Regions from separate parts of the Anas platyrhynchos genome. Here region 2 is linked to region 1. Evidence: chromatin contacts called from public Hi-C data. All regions are on one chromosome and are shown on one strand. The core of a region is the stretch at or near the end of the contact, and the rest is flanking DNA. Distances in the headings are between cores, read along the strand shown.

Region 1 (6,135 bases), core at 1,545-4,044:
ACATCAGCAACTATTAAAATCAGCTGATCTGATAGATTTTCTCTAGCTCAAAAAGCAATGCAGAAAGAAAAGAGGCTGCTGCCTGCAGCAACACTGGGACTAGTCCCTTGAAGCAATGGTTTCTGCTTTATATTGTTGACCATTTCAGAAAGGAAAACATTACTATGTCACTACCAACCCCTTGGTGGCCACATGGAGATCAGAGCTGAGGATTTCTTTCCTACTGTTCCTCATCATATACACTAAATCTTGTTTTGTAAACATCAGGCTTAAGAAATACCAATCTAATGCTTAGAAATGACAAAGATCATTCTAAGTGGATGGATTATTAATATTGACTGAATGTTTTAAGAAAGGAAGCACTGAGGGTTCTTCAAGGACTCACACAGACTTGCAATCAGCTGCATCCTCTTTCTAATGTCCTCTGTGTAGCAAAGAGCAAAACCTCAATAAAAGGCCTAATAATAAAGCAAAATGTGTCCTGGCAGCACCATCCATTTCAGGGTATTCTTTTGGACTTAAACAGGGCTTTTAAGACACCACTTCAAATCGTGAACATTACACATGAATAGAAATAGAAATAGAATAGAATAGAATAGAATAGAATAGAATAGAATAGAACAGAACAGAACAGAACAGAACAGAACAGAACAGAACAGTTCATTTGGAAAGGGCCTTCAAAATTATAGTGTCTGCTTTATTCAGGAAGCCAAGTTTAAGATTCTCCTAAGAAAAATCCTGAAAAAACTAGTGCCCTAAATTCTTACCATAGGCATTATCAGTGAGGATCCTGAGCCACTTCAACTTGTGATTAAATTTGTGATCATAAATGAGTTGTGACTAGGTTCACGGTGCAGCTCTCTGTGCAAACACTCTACACAACCACAGACCTGGACATGGTCTTTTTAAACCCAACTTTTCCCCCTCAAACATCAAGATAAAGGATGTGATCAACTTGCTAGCAGATCTCTAACTCTGTTGCTTCTTGTGTATCCATCTAAAGAAGGCTAAGCATTCAGTCCAGATCTCCTTTTCTGAAAGAGCTCAACATAGGCAGGTGACTTAAGTGGCAGTCCCCCCTCAGCAAGTCACATTAGCTCCTTTGCCTCTTTACTGAGTATGGTTGGAAAATGTAATGGGGCAGGAGATTCAGACTGACAGTATGGCACAACCACTGGTTTAAAAGTTCCTCTCTTTGCCCTTTATTGCCTCATAATTGAAAACACAGTGGTGAAGACAGAACTTGTAGTCTAGATCCATCTCATACTGAATTCAGCTTCATTCTTTCTGTAGATTTTAATGAAGGTCATATCAGGTCCTGACAACATAAATATTCAACCTCTCAGGCTGTTTCGTGCTCTCAAGATTTTTTATTTTTTTTTTCCTCTTGTTTACCACGGAAAAACTAATCTGCTGAAGTACATATGAAATACAAAATGCTGCCAAATAGAAAAGGAATATTGAATGTTAGCTAATAACTGCTCCAAGGGCACTAGTCTGAATGATATACAAATTGCAATTATTGTATTCTCTTGCCACATGCCTTTGTACCTTAAAAACTAAGCTAGGAAAAAAAAATCCTTATAGTTTGTCCAATTATCACTTTGCATACCCTTCTTCTCTAATCAGTGATTGTATATTAGGTAGACAAAAAGTTTGTCACCATGCCAGCCCACTTGGAAAGCCCTTGGACAGGAAATACAGCCAGTGAGGGACAGAAGTTCATGAGAAAGGGTTTCCAACATTTTTCCAGCTGACAGGAAACTACAGTTACCGCAAAGGATTTCTTGACGTTTTCACTCCAAAACATAGGTCAACAGTCAGACACTCAGTTCATGACTCAGGCAAGAAAAATGTCAAACATCTGGCCCAAATCTATGCTATGAACGTGCTATAAAGAGTTCTGTGACCTTAACCTAAAGGCTCATCGGATTTACTTCTAAGGATGACAACTTTTGTTTGAAGAACAACCGTGTAGGAGCTTTCTGTGGTATTCTAGTTGCTGGGACTGAAGCAGTAATTCTGCTATCAACAGCAAATGGAGGAGTAATAGAATATATTTCTGTTTTGCATTACTTGAAAATAGAAAAATAGCCTTTATTTTTCCATTCATTCCATTGCATTAGGGCTTATTTTCCTCATTTTCTTGAAGTTTTGAATAAATAATGACAATGTAACAGTAGCAACAACAACTGCATAGAAGCTGAAGCTAGTAGGAGGACTTTTCATTTACATGGTAGGTGTTCACTTTCCTCGCAATCATTGTAATAGTAATCCAGTTCACAAACACATTTCACGACAGATTTTTTTAATAAACCCTGCTTCAAATGATGAAATATTCATTGTTGTTTTGCAAATAGAAGAATAAAAGGCATACCTGAGAACAGAAGCAATATTTGCTGTGCTAGAAAGCAGACCCAAAGCTCTTCTGAGAACGTCTGAATAAGAACAGGGCCCAGCACTGAGGCAGGATCCCTTAACATGCCCTCAATCCTGAAACATCTTTTAAGTAGAAGATAGGCTGAAATGCAGATATGATGAAGAAGTCACAGACAAATCTGTGTCAGCATCAGAACTAGATCTTGGAAGATAATCATGGAAGTCCATAGACATGGATATAGACCTGACACAGTGAAACCACATTAGCATAGGTCTCTTAAAATAGCTTTGTAACTATTCAGCTTGTTGATATTTGTCTAGCTGAGAATACAGAAATGCAAGCTCACATCTGCCTGTATGTGTCTGTGTGACATATCCATAAATCCCAGCCTCATGACTAACTGTTTAACTCATGCTGCTTCATCCAGAATGATGCAGAAACAAGTTATGGACATCATTCCTCACCATCCCTCACACACCAAGGCAAAGGAATGCAGGGGAGCAATTTTGATTTGCTCCCTACATTCAGGACTGATTCTCATCTACAGAACTGTGATTCTGAGGCATCTGGAGGAACAGCACTGTCACTTCGAAAAGGGCCTGTAAATCTGCCCGGCCATGGTCCATGCCTATCTCTCTTTCTTTTTGTGGCAGGATAGGAAGAGACAGTTGTAGTGGGCACTGGGATCCAGGGGCTGTGTGATTTTTAAATTCTGATGCATTCTTTTATGCATAATCAACTAGTGTTTTGATAATCGATTCTTAATTACTGGAAGAAATACCTGTAAAATATCTTTAGGTAGTGCATTTCAGGCCATTACTGTAGCCACCCTGTGAGCCTTTCTTTATGCAACACGGCTTTGTTTTGATTTTTGTGGGTTTTAGCCATATCTCTTCAAGCAAATTCATTTCTTTCCCCTTGTTTCTGCTTCTCAGAGAAACCCCTTCCATGGGGGGGCTTGTCAATGGTTTTCCCTGTCCTGGTGATGGAAATGCCTTTCTTACATTAGTTACCCTTAATTTCCTTCACAAATCAGAGCAGAGCTGAAGTCTGGGGGGGGGGGGGGAGCGTTCATTCAGCAGCAGGCTTTGTGCTGGTTAGAATATAGCATTTAATGCAAACATAAATGTAAATAGGGCAGACTCAGGAATTTGTTTTGAATGTGTATATTGTTCAAGATGAAAATATTCCCATGGGAACCAGTGCATCAGCTGTTTTCAGCCTGACAGGGAAATGCAATTTGGATGAGAACAGGTGGAATTCTTCCCAGCGTGAGTCATTTTTTCTTTGGCTCCCCTTACTGTCATTGGTACAGATCCGAATGCAACACACACTATTCCTTTTAGTTCTTTGTTTTGCTCTGAACCCAGTCAACTGGGCAACATGCAGGATGACTAAGCTGGCAGAGAGGACTGTATTTTTCAAGGGTGTTGATTTTGGCTGAAAATGAACTATCTTAGTTTTGTCTCTTTGCTCTAATAAAATACAGATGGGTAACTTGGGCTGCAGATAATGCTTTTTTTTCTCAAGCAACGAAGAAAAACTCCATTCGTCTATCCATTGTGAGTGCTGTTCCTACAGGTTAGAAGAAGGAAAACAAAAATATAAAGTAGAAACAATATTATTCAATCTTTCCTAAATTGTCAAAATCTGATAAAAACTTGAAAGTCAGATTAAGATCTGGCTTCACTAAACATCAGGAGTGTCTGCATGTGATTTTTCATTTCAGGTGAATTCCAGGTCCTGGAGAGGCCGACAAATCCTGCATGGAGAAACAGATTAAATAAGTTAAGCATATCATGCTCCTTTGTTGTCTTCTCTGCTGTTCCCTTAATACTTTCTGCCAAAAAAGTTGGGAATAGTATAGATGTTATAGCATAGTACAAATGAGATTTAATGAAAAATATCTAACACAGCAAGACAGCCCAACCTCTAGGGCCAGCAGTCTCTCTTCAGCTGACTAGCCTGAGCATAGCCCTGTAAAAAGCTTGTTTCTTTATTGATTTTTCAAGCATGGAGATTCATCCCAGGAGAGAGGAGCAAGGAATATCATATATTCAAGTAGTTGTGAGGCAAACATAGGGAGGAGAGCTGCAGCATGAAGCTCCTTGTGCTTGTAGTTTCTGCATCTGACTCCTGCTGGCTCCCTCCTTTTCCTGCTCCCTCCCCTGAGGTATCTGAAACACAACAAAGCAAAGGCCCAGAATCTTCTTATGAAAAGAATTTTCTCCAGATTTTGAAGGGAAGTAGCATGTGAACGGTGAAAGCTCAGAATGCTTATAAAGTGAAGGTCCTTTGTTTTTTTCCTGGTGCAGAGTAGCAGGAAGCATTGGTAAATAGCACATCTTTTACTAGATGCTCCAAGAGCAGAGCAAGTGCTTTTAAGGAATCTTCCCTGACAGCAGCTTTTTTACAGAAATGATCTTCCCATTAAGAAGGAGTTTCCATCTGCTCTGTGTGATTTTCAGTGCAGAGCCTTGAGGCTGTTGTTGCAGTCAAGGTTCCCCTCTGCTTTGAAAGGTGTTTGTTTTGCCTGGATGAAAGATTGGAAACATTTGTGAACCGTGAGTATTTTCACAGGGCAAGATAAACATTTCCTGGCTAGCCTTAAATATACCTCACAGTTAGAGGTGAACTTTGACTCAAAAAAATCCCCTGGTCTGCAAGCACTAAGAATGGAGAAAACAAGTTCTTTTGTCCCAGTTCTATAGGTGGCAGACAGGTGCAGACTTTGAAAAACTCACCCCAAATTACACATCTATGCACAACTTGTAGGCTGCCAGGGACTTTTGTAGGTTGCCTCAGATTCAAGTATTGTACACCTGCAGCATGCTCCAGCCTATCTGAGAGGTTATATGTCAACAAACCCATGTCGATCTCTCACCCCATATGGGCAGCAGATGGGGAAATTGCTGCATGTGCTATGCTTAGAGCTGGCATCATACTTGCCTAGGAACTGTTGCAGAGAGGTGCCTGTGACAGCACTTGAACCTAATTCCCACCACAGAGCATCCCTGTATGAGCATCCTTCATATTCTTATAGATAGCATGAGTAGGTGTATAGGTCATGACCCATATTTAAAGTGAAAAGAAGTTTTATCCAACTACTAAAATGTTCAGAGTTTCACCAAAGTTCCAATTTCTCATCAGGATGAAACCAACACCTTCAAAGCTGGAACAGAAATAAATAAAAGCAGCTGCCATGGAAAGCCTTGAACTCTCTGGGTCTGTTACTGTGTATGTGGGAAATCTACATTTCAAAAATAAATGGGGAAAATATGTATTTATGTGTATACACTTGTATATATTAACACAAATCTTCTTCCAAACAGCTGAACTTACAGATGCAGGGATGCTGATATCTAAACCCAAAGTTGTTTTAACAGAGAATGACATGTCTGGATACAAATGTTCTCTCTGAACTTTTTCCCTCTTTCCAGAGTAAGTACACAGGCATATAAACCTCTGGTGAAACTCTGAAATTTGTTGTGGTTTAACCTGGCCAGCAGCTAAACACCACACAGCCGTTCACTCACCCTCCCCCACAGTGGGATGGAGAGAGACTCAGAAAAAAAGTAAAAGCTTGTGGGTTGAGATAAAGACAGTTTATTAGGACAGAAAAGAAAGAAAAACAAATCTTAATAATGATAATAGTACTGCTAATGTGTACAAAACAAGTGATGCACAATGCAATTGCTCACCACCCGCTGACCAACGTCCACCCAATGCCCAAGCAGCGATCCCTCCACACTCTG
Region 2 (6,540 bases), core at 1,590-4,089, 160 kb before region 1:
TCAGATCTCAAACTGTGCTTGCAGCGTGAGCATAAATCCACAGATAACAGCAGCTTCTGCAAATCCGATGCTTCGAGCTGAACTTGCTACTTTAATGAACGAGAATTCCCTTTGCAGTTACCCCAGCTGAATGCTTCAATGGGCAAATCCAGCTCCCCTCTCCTTGCCAGTGCTCTGCTGGCATAGACTGCATAATGTCACTGCAAATCTGCACAGGGCTGGAAATACATCTGGAGGGAGATCTATGCAAAATTTTGCAGCCATGAACCAATTCTTTTGCCTGATACTGCCTTCTGTTATTCGTTCTTCTCCTGTGGTAGGGAGAAGGAAGCACACATATCAGTGATCTACTCAAAGAGATCACATTCCCCGTCAAATTACCTTAGGAAAGGATTCATTTCCTTCCCACTCACTCAAGCCTCCATGAAAATATCCCACAGCCAACACACCTTTGGGGGCTTGGGGGCTGAGGTATACTCAGCTCAAAGCTACTGGCATAGAGTCACAGAACAGCTTGGGTTGGAAGGGACCTTAAAGATCATCTAGTTCCAACCCCACTGTCCTTCAGTCCCAGAATCAGAAGAGGAAACAAAAGGGAAGGGGGGTGAAAGGGCCATCATGCTCAACCCCTTACCACAAAATAAGCTGCACTTAGGTCTCCCTGAATAGACCTTTGCTTTAGCCCTAACAGTCTCCTACCTTACAAAATTCATATTGCCCATTCAGTTCACTCCAGACTTTCTTTTTGTCCAACCCTCACTGCAGTGAAGCTCAAAACTTCCAATTGTGTTTCCCACAGCCACAAAATACAATTTATCCCATAGTGTTACTACATTTTATACATCTGAAGACCACTGTCATGTCACCCTCACTCATGTCATGTCACCGTCTGGCCAGGAGGGCCACATCTTTTCTGCAAACACAGTGCCCCAGTTAAGGCACAGCACCCACGCAATGCGACAGGACAAAGAGAGGAAAAGGTTTACTAAACGTGTCTTGCAAGTGACACCACAGTCTATACATCCTAGTATGAAGACTGTTGTTTTTTCCACAACAGTATGACATTAGTGTCTTGTGTTTGGTATGAGATCCATCATACCACACCCTCTAGTTTCCTGCAGAACTGCTCTCTGGCTGGGTTTCTTTCCTCATTCTGAGCTTGCGTTGTTAATTATTGCAAATCAACTTTGCATGTATGCTTTTTTTCACTTAATTTCTCCAGTTTGTGCAAATTATTTTGAATTCTAGTTCTGCCCTCTGATGTGCTCACAGACCCTCCAGAGCTCATTACCATCGTCAAGTGTAATAAGCAAATGCAATGTTCAATTGCTTAACTTCAGAAATAACTGCTAACTTTGAGCCTAAAATATGCAAAAAGCAGTAAAAAGCAGAGAAAAAGAGACCTCTTTTATATCACTGCTAGCATCTGAATTTCTAACAACTTACTTAGAGGAATAATTTCTCAACTTCTGTGTTCTAGCACAACAAAGTGTGTGGGAGCATGATGGGAGGTTCCTTCAGTTTCAGTAAATTCAGGAAAGGGAAGCATTGCTTTCAGTACCAACAGCATTCACATGATCTCAAGCAGCAGTCACCATCAGCATCTGATAAATGCACATTGCTTAACCCTCCCCAGTGCATGAAGGCCTGGAGAGAGAGGTAGGTAGAGTCATATGGAAACTGTAGTTTGCTTTACTTTGTGAGTCAAGATCATTATAAAAGTATAAAAATGAGGTGTTTTTATACTTTTGTAAAAGAATTTAAAAAGTTGCACACTTCAGTGCTTGTTTCCACTTCTCCCTCTGTCTCAGGGCTGCCACTGCTGCCTGTTCAGTGCCTGGCTCTAGAGGCACAGCACTCACACATCAGCCCTGGCCTCACCTCCTCAGCTCCATTCCTCCAACCTGTAAGCAAAGCTCTGTGCTACACTCTGATTCAAGCAGAGACTATAATGGACTGTACTTCTTCCCGGAGCCAAGGTTTACAACCCTATAGCCTTCCAAACCCATCTCATGTGACTCCAAATATTTTTTGACCATTTTTGATTTGACCATCAAGTTTTAGCTTTAACAATGTCCAGAGTTTCATGGGGTTTAAAAACAAATACAAGGTTTTGCAGGTCCACTTCTGAAACTATCTCACACTTGTGTGTGTGTGTGTGTGAAAGGGCAGCAACAAATATGTTTAGAAGCCTCACTTTATGATGAGTCACAACAGGATTTTTATTGCACCGAAGTGAGAGACATAGCTAAAACATCTGAATACTTCAGATTTCTGTGTTCCATGGCGTAGGAAGAAATTTGCAAACAAATCAGGTACCTTACCAAACAAAGGACAGAGCTGGGTCAGGGCAGGTCAAATAGCTAAACCTCGCTTTTCAAGCCAAACTGATCTGAATTCAAACCAGTGATGTCCAATTCTGTAATTTACAGCTTAGTAGTATCTCCCACTGGAATGTCAAAACAGCAAGTCAATGCATAGTCCAGTGTTTTCACATTTCCCTAATGGAGCTATTCACATGCTGAACAAAGCCTGAAAGGAAGCAGGGTAGGGGAAAAAAAGTATGAATCTCACTAAATATTCAGTATTTAAAATGCAGGTCAGAGAACACAATTGAGTTTAATTAGAAAAATAAAATGGGATCCTGCATGTTAATGCACTTGCTCACTGCTTGGGTTCATTTCAAAGTGTTTCTATTTGATTGTCCTTGGAGACATTTGTGTTTGTATGTAACAAAGAAGATAAAAAATGACAGGAAATGTTTGTTCTGGGTGTATCTGTGTAAATCTGCTTGCAGCAAAGATATTATTGCAGCCCTCCATTACAGCACTGAGTTCATGAAACAGGAATGGTTGGACACCCAGTGCTGCACGAACCCTCTTTCCTGGAAAGCCCTTACCAACTTGCATCTATAGCAAAATTAAGTTTCCAGTGCACTGGCTTTTGGCTTCCACAACTTCAGAAAACAGTGTGAGAATTAGAGCAGTAATACAGACCTGTGCCACCACATGCCTGGAAATAAACTTTCCTTTGAAGAAATAAAAATTAAAAAGAAAACACCACAAAACCAAAACTGAAAAAAAGGCTTTTCAGTTCTTGCGGGCCAATTCCCTGCTGAAATGCACACAAGCAGTCATGGCAGGCTTAAAAAATAAAACTACATGCTTTTTATCATTACAATAATATCATTTCTGGAAATCATTCCATGAAATACTGGAAGGAGAAAGTCCTACAAATGTGAGGCATATCAACATAAAGCTGATCAGCTACTCCTGTTGATGTTACCTGAGTATGACTATAGAGAAACAAATTGAATATCATTCCTATAAATATTTTTTCCCAACCCTCTACTGCTCTTCACTATCATCTTTACAAAAGTTATCTTATTTACAAAAGTTATCATAAGACATAAGCCAGCAATTCTTACAGCTTGATTTAATACAATTTCTGTAATCAATAAATAAGGATCTGTTATGCTTCTATTTCCTTCAATTTCTGACTTCTTTGGAAAAAGACAGGGAGCAGAAATCACAGCTGCATTTAACACTATGAAATGAGTCAAGAAATAGTTTCAGCTATTTCAAGCCAGAACTGACCTGAAGGGAAAATATGAGAGGCTGGTTCTTAGTATCTGTATGAAAGATTGCTCTCTTTCCTTGACTGCAGACACATTATAAAAAAATACACATATGGGTACAAGGAAAAGAAATGAAATAATGACTTAAAGCAAACAATATCTGTCTAGGTTTGCAGCTGATCTGGAAAATAGACCAACAGGAATGGTCTGAAAAATCTGTTTTCAGAGTACTCCTGTTTTCCTGTTGCCTGTCTAGTTCAAAAGTTTCAATGCTAAACTAATGCATTGCTTCTCAAATTTTCCACATGGAGATCTCCGTGTCCACACCAAGACCTTTCCTGGTTGTCTTCTGTCTTCCTATTTGCACAGTGCAGGAAGGGATGGAGAGTTGGAATCGCAGTGCTGATGCACGCAAAGAATTGATTGGAATCAAAACAGATTATGAATAGGAGATTGACCATGGAGATACTTATTATTTCAGCTCAGTGAAATGCAAATATACCAAGAGGCAGCAAACATACACACACGGACAATAAGCTCATTAGCAGCAAATGTAAGATGTAAATCAGATTTCAGAAGAAACCTTCAAATCCATTTTAAGGAATTACCCACAGATCATAGAATATCCTGAGCTGGAAGGGACTCACAAGGATCATTGAGTCCAACTCCTGACTCCACACAACACCACACAAAATCAGACCCTATGCCTCAGAGCGCTGTCCAAACACTTCTTGAACACCAGCAGGCTCAGTGCTGTGACCCTGGGAAGCATGTCCCAGTGCCTGATCACCCTCTGGGTGCAGAACCTTTTCCTAACCCCCAGCCTGATCCTCCCCTGTCCCAGCTCCATGCTGTTCCCTCGGGTCCTGTCACTGTCCCCAGAGAGCAGAGCTCAGCGCCTGCCCCTCCGCTCCCCTCGTGAGGGAGCTGCAGGCCGCCATGAGGCCTCCCCTCAGCCTGTTCTTCTCCTTTAGATATAGACATAAAAATTAAATACACATATCAGAGAAACATATTGGGGTGAACATCAAGAAGAACACGATCTTCACTTCTACATGACTGCCTCAACCTCAAAAGCAAACGTGAGGCTGGGATATGGACAAGGGATTGTCCTGTTTTGTGTAACAGCCACTTGTATCATGGTCAGCATACGGTCCATGGAAGTCTTAGCTTGTGTTGCTTCATCCTGGAAAAAGCTTGCTTACTGAAATAACTGAAGCCCCACTTCAATGCATTTGGTCAGCAGTGGTGGTTGGCTCATTCCCCTAGGTGTGACCCAACACCTTGGGAGGGTCCATTGCTTGCTGGTGTCCTACCCATGATGAGTACATTGTGGAAACAGCCACAGAGACCTTTCTGAGTTTTAATTTAGAGGACGACTCATCCTAGACAAGATCAGATGCAGCTAAAGGCTTTCCATGAAGGCCATTCCCTTCCCACACAGACTTCGCACACTTGAGATGCCTCAGAAAGGACTCAACCAAGGCTTAAAACTCTGCTTCCCATCTTCTTCCCCTCATTCTCTCCTGTGGTCACCAATAAATCCCATGACATTGGAGGAATCATCTCAGACACCACAAGGGAAATCCCAACTGGATTTGCCTAGCTGCTTCCCAGGATAGACTCACAGAGCTGAGGCTCTCTCCAGGCACCCTCATCAGCTCACTCTTCAGATAAGCAAAATAAAACCTGAGAGAGATGTTAACCACCTCATTTGAGTCAAGCCTTATCAAAGGGTACTGGCCTAAGCAAAATCAGAATCTGCTTCTACATCCCTCCCCTCCTCATTTATGACTGAGGATTTTATTTGGCTTGCAGATGACTGCATTCTTGTACTCTCTCTGTATAAGAGAAGTTCCCCTGCCTGCCCATACTGATGTACAGCTGTGGTTCAGGACAGATTTCACTCACCAGCAGCACAGCAGGAATCTGATGACTGCATTTTTCCTTCCCAAATGGAAGACAAAAGCTACCAAGTGTTTCTGCCGCTTTGAACCTTGCAGACAAACTGAGAAAAAAAAATCTCATTACTTTGGACATATTTTACCTCCTGCAAAGGGTGAAACAGGTCAAGTGCAGAGACAGTTAAGAAAAAGGCACGAAAAATAAATAAATAAATATAAATAAATAAATAAATAAATAAATAAATAAATAAATAAATAAATCTACCCCACCCCTGTAAACTCGCTCAAGCCTAAAAGCCTAAAGCATTACCCAGCATTTCCAGAGATCTCCCACTATGGGGAGCTACAGACCACAGCGCCTTCAACTCACTCAGACTGGAAGAAAACAAGGAGGCTTTAAGACTTTAATACAGCAGGTAAGAGCTGGATGTTAGGGTTTCCTCCTGGAGAATGTATAACAAATGCTGTGGTGAACAGGGAGTCAAAAGAGATGCAAACCCACATACCAGAGCCAAACGGGTCCCCTGAGCAAGCTGCTGGCATGTCCAGTATTGCATATCCTGAAGACAGCCTCAGGTAGCTGATGCCCTGGAGGAATGTCAGCTCTTTCCTTCTTCATAAATGCTGCTGGCTCTTTGTGTGCTGCTCCTGATAGCGGAATTCCCTTCCCGACCCCCAGCAGGCGATCGGTTTAGGCATGTGCCCTGAATGGCAGCCTGCTATTCCAGCCAAAACAGGCTTTTTAAAATCGTTCACATTGACACCAGGTCGTGAGCAATTGCTAAGAAAAAATGAGCTTGTTTTTAAGCTACTGCCTTAGTAGAAAAGCTCATAGCTATAAACAGATGACCCTTTTACACCTGGTAGAGAGCAATGAGAAAGAATAAATAACTGCCAGAGGTACACTTGAATGAAGTGAGACGAAGTAGCACACGGATTTCAGCATGAGATGAATGCATAACAGACAGCTGAACGCAGACACGGCATTTAGGGGTCCCAACAAAAAGCCTTTACAGAAACGAGGGATGGTGAGCACAGAAAGCCACAGCAGAGCGGCAG

The links. A called contact is a pair of places that touch in the nucleus more often than the background predicts.
Region 2: a contact with region 1 is called in a Hi-C map of skeletal muscle, with 2.6 times the contacts expected there. The contact joins two enhancer-like sites. A contact is called at or near these places in 2 of 8 Hi-C or Micro-C datasets (skeletal muscle and subcutaneous adipose tissue).

Annotation. Positions count from the first base shown.
Region 1 is chr1:199,337,265-199,343,399 of IASCAAS_PekinDuck_T2T, reverse strand. No RefSeq gene overlaps it. Among named protein-coding and RNA genes, the nearest start is that of FZD4, 26 kb to the right of the region's middle. Within about 2 kb of position 2,794, at least 2 of the 8 cell types and tissues checked have an H3K27ac peak or open chromatin away from gene starts, as enhancers often do.
Region 2 is chr1:199,492,905-199,499,444 of IASCAAS_PekinDuck_T2T, reverse strand. The region is part of intron 1 of ME3 (malic enzyme 3); the gene reads right to left. Among named protein-coding and RNA genes, the nearest start is that of ME3, 39 kb to the right of the region's middle. Within about 2 kb of position 2,839, at least 1 of the 8 cell types and tissues checked has an H3K27ac peak or open chromatin away from gene starts, as enhancers often do.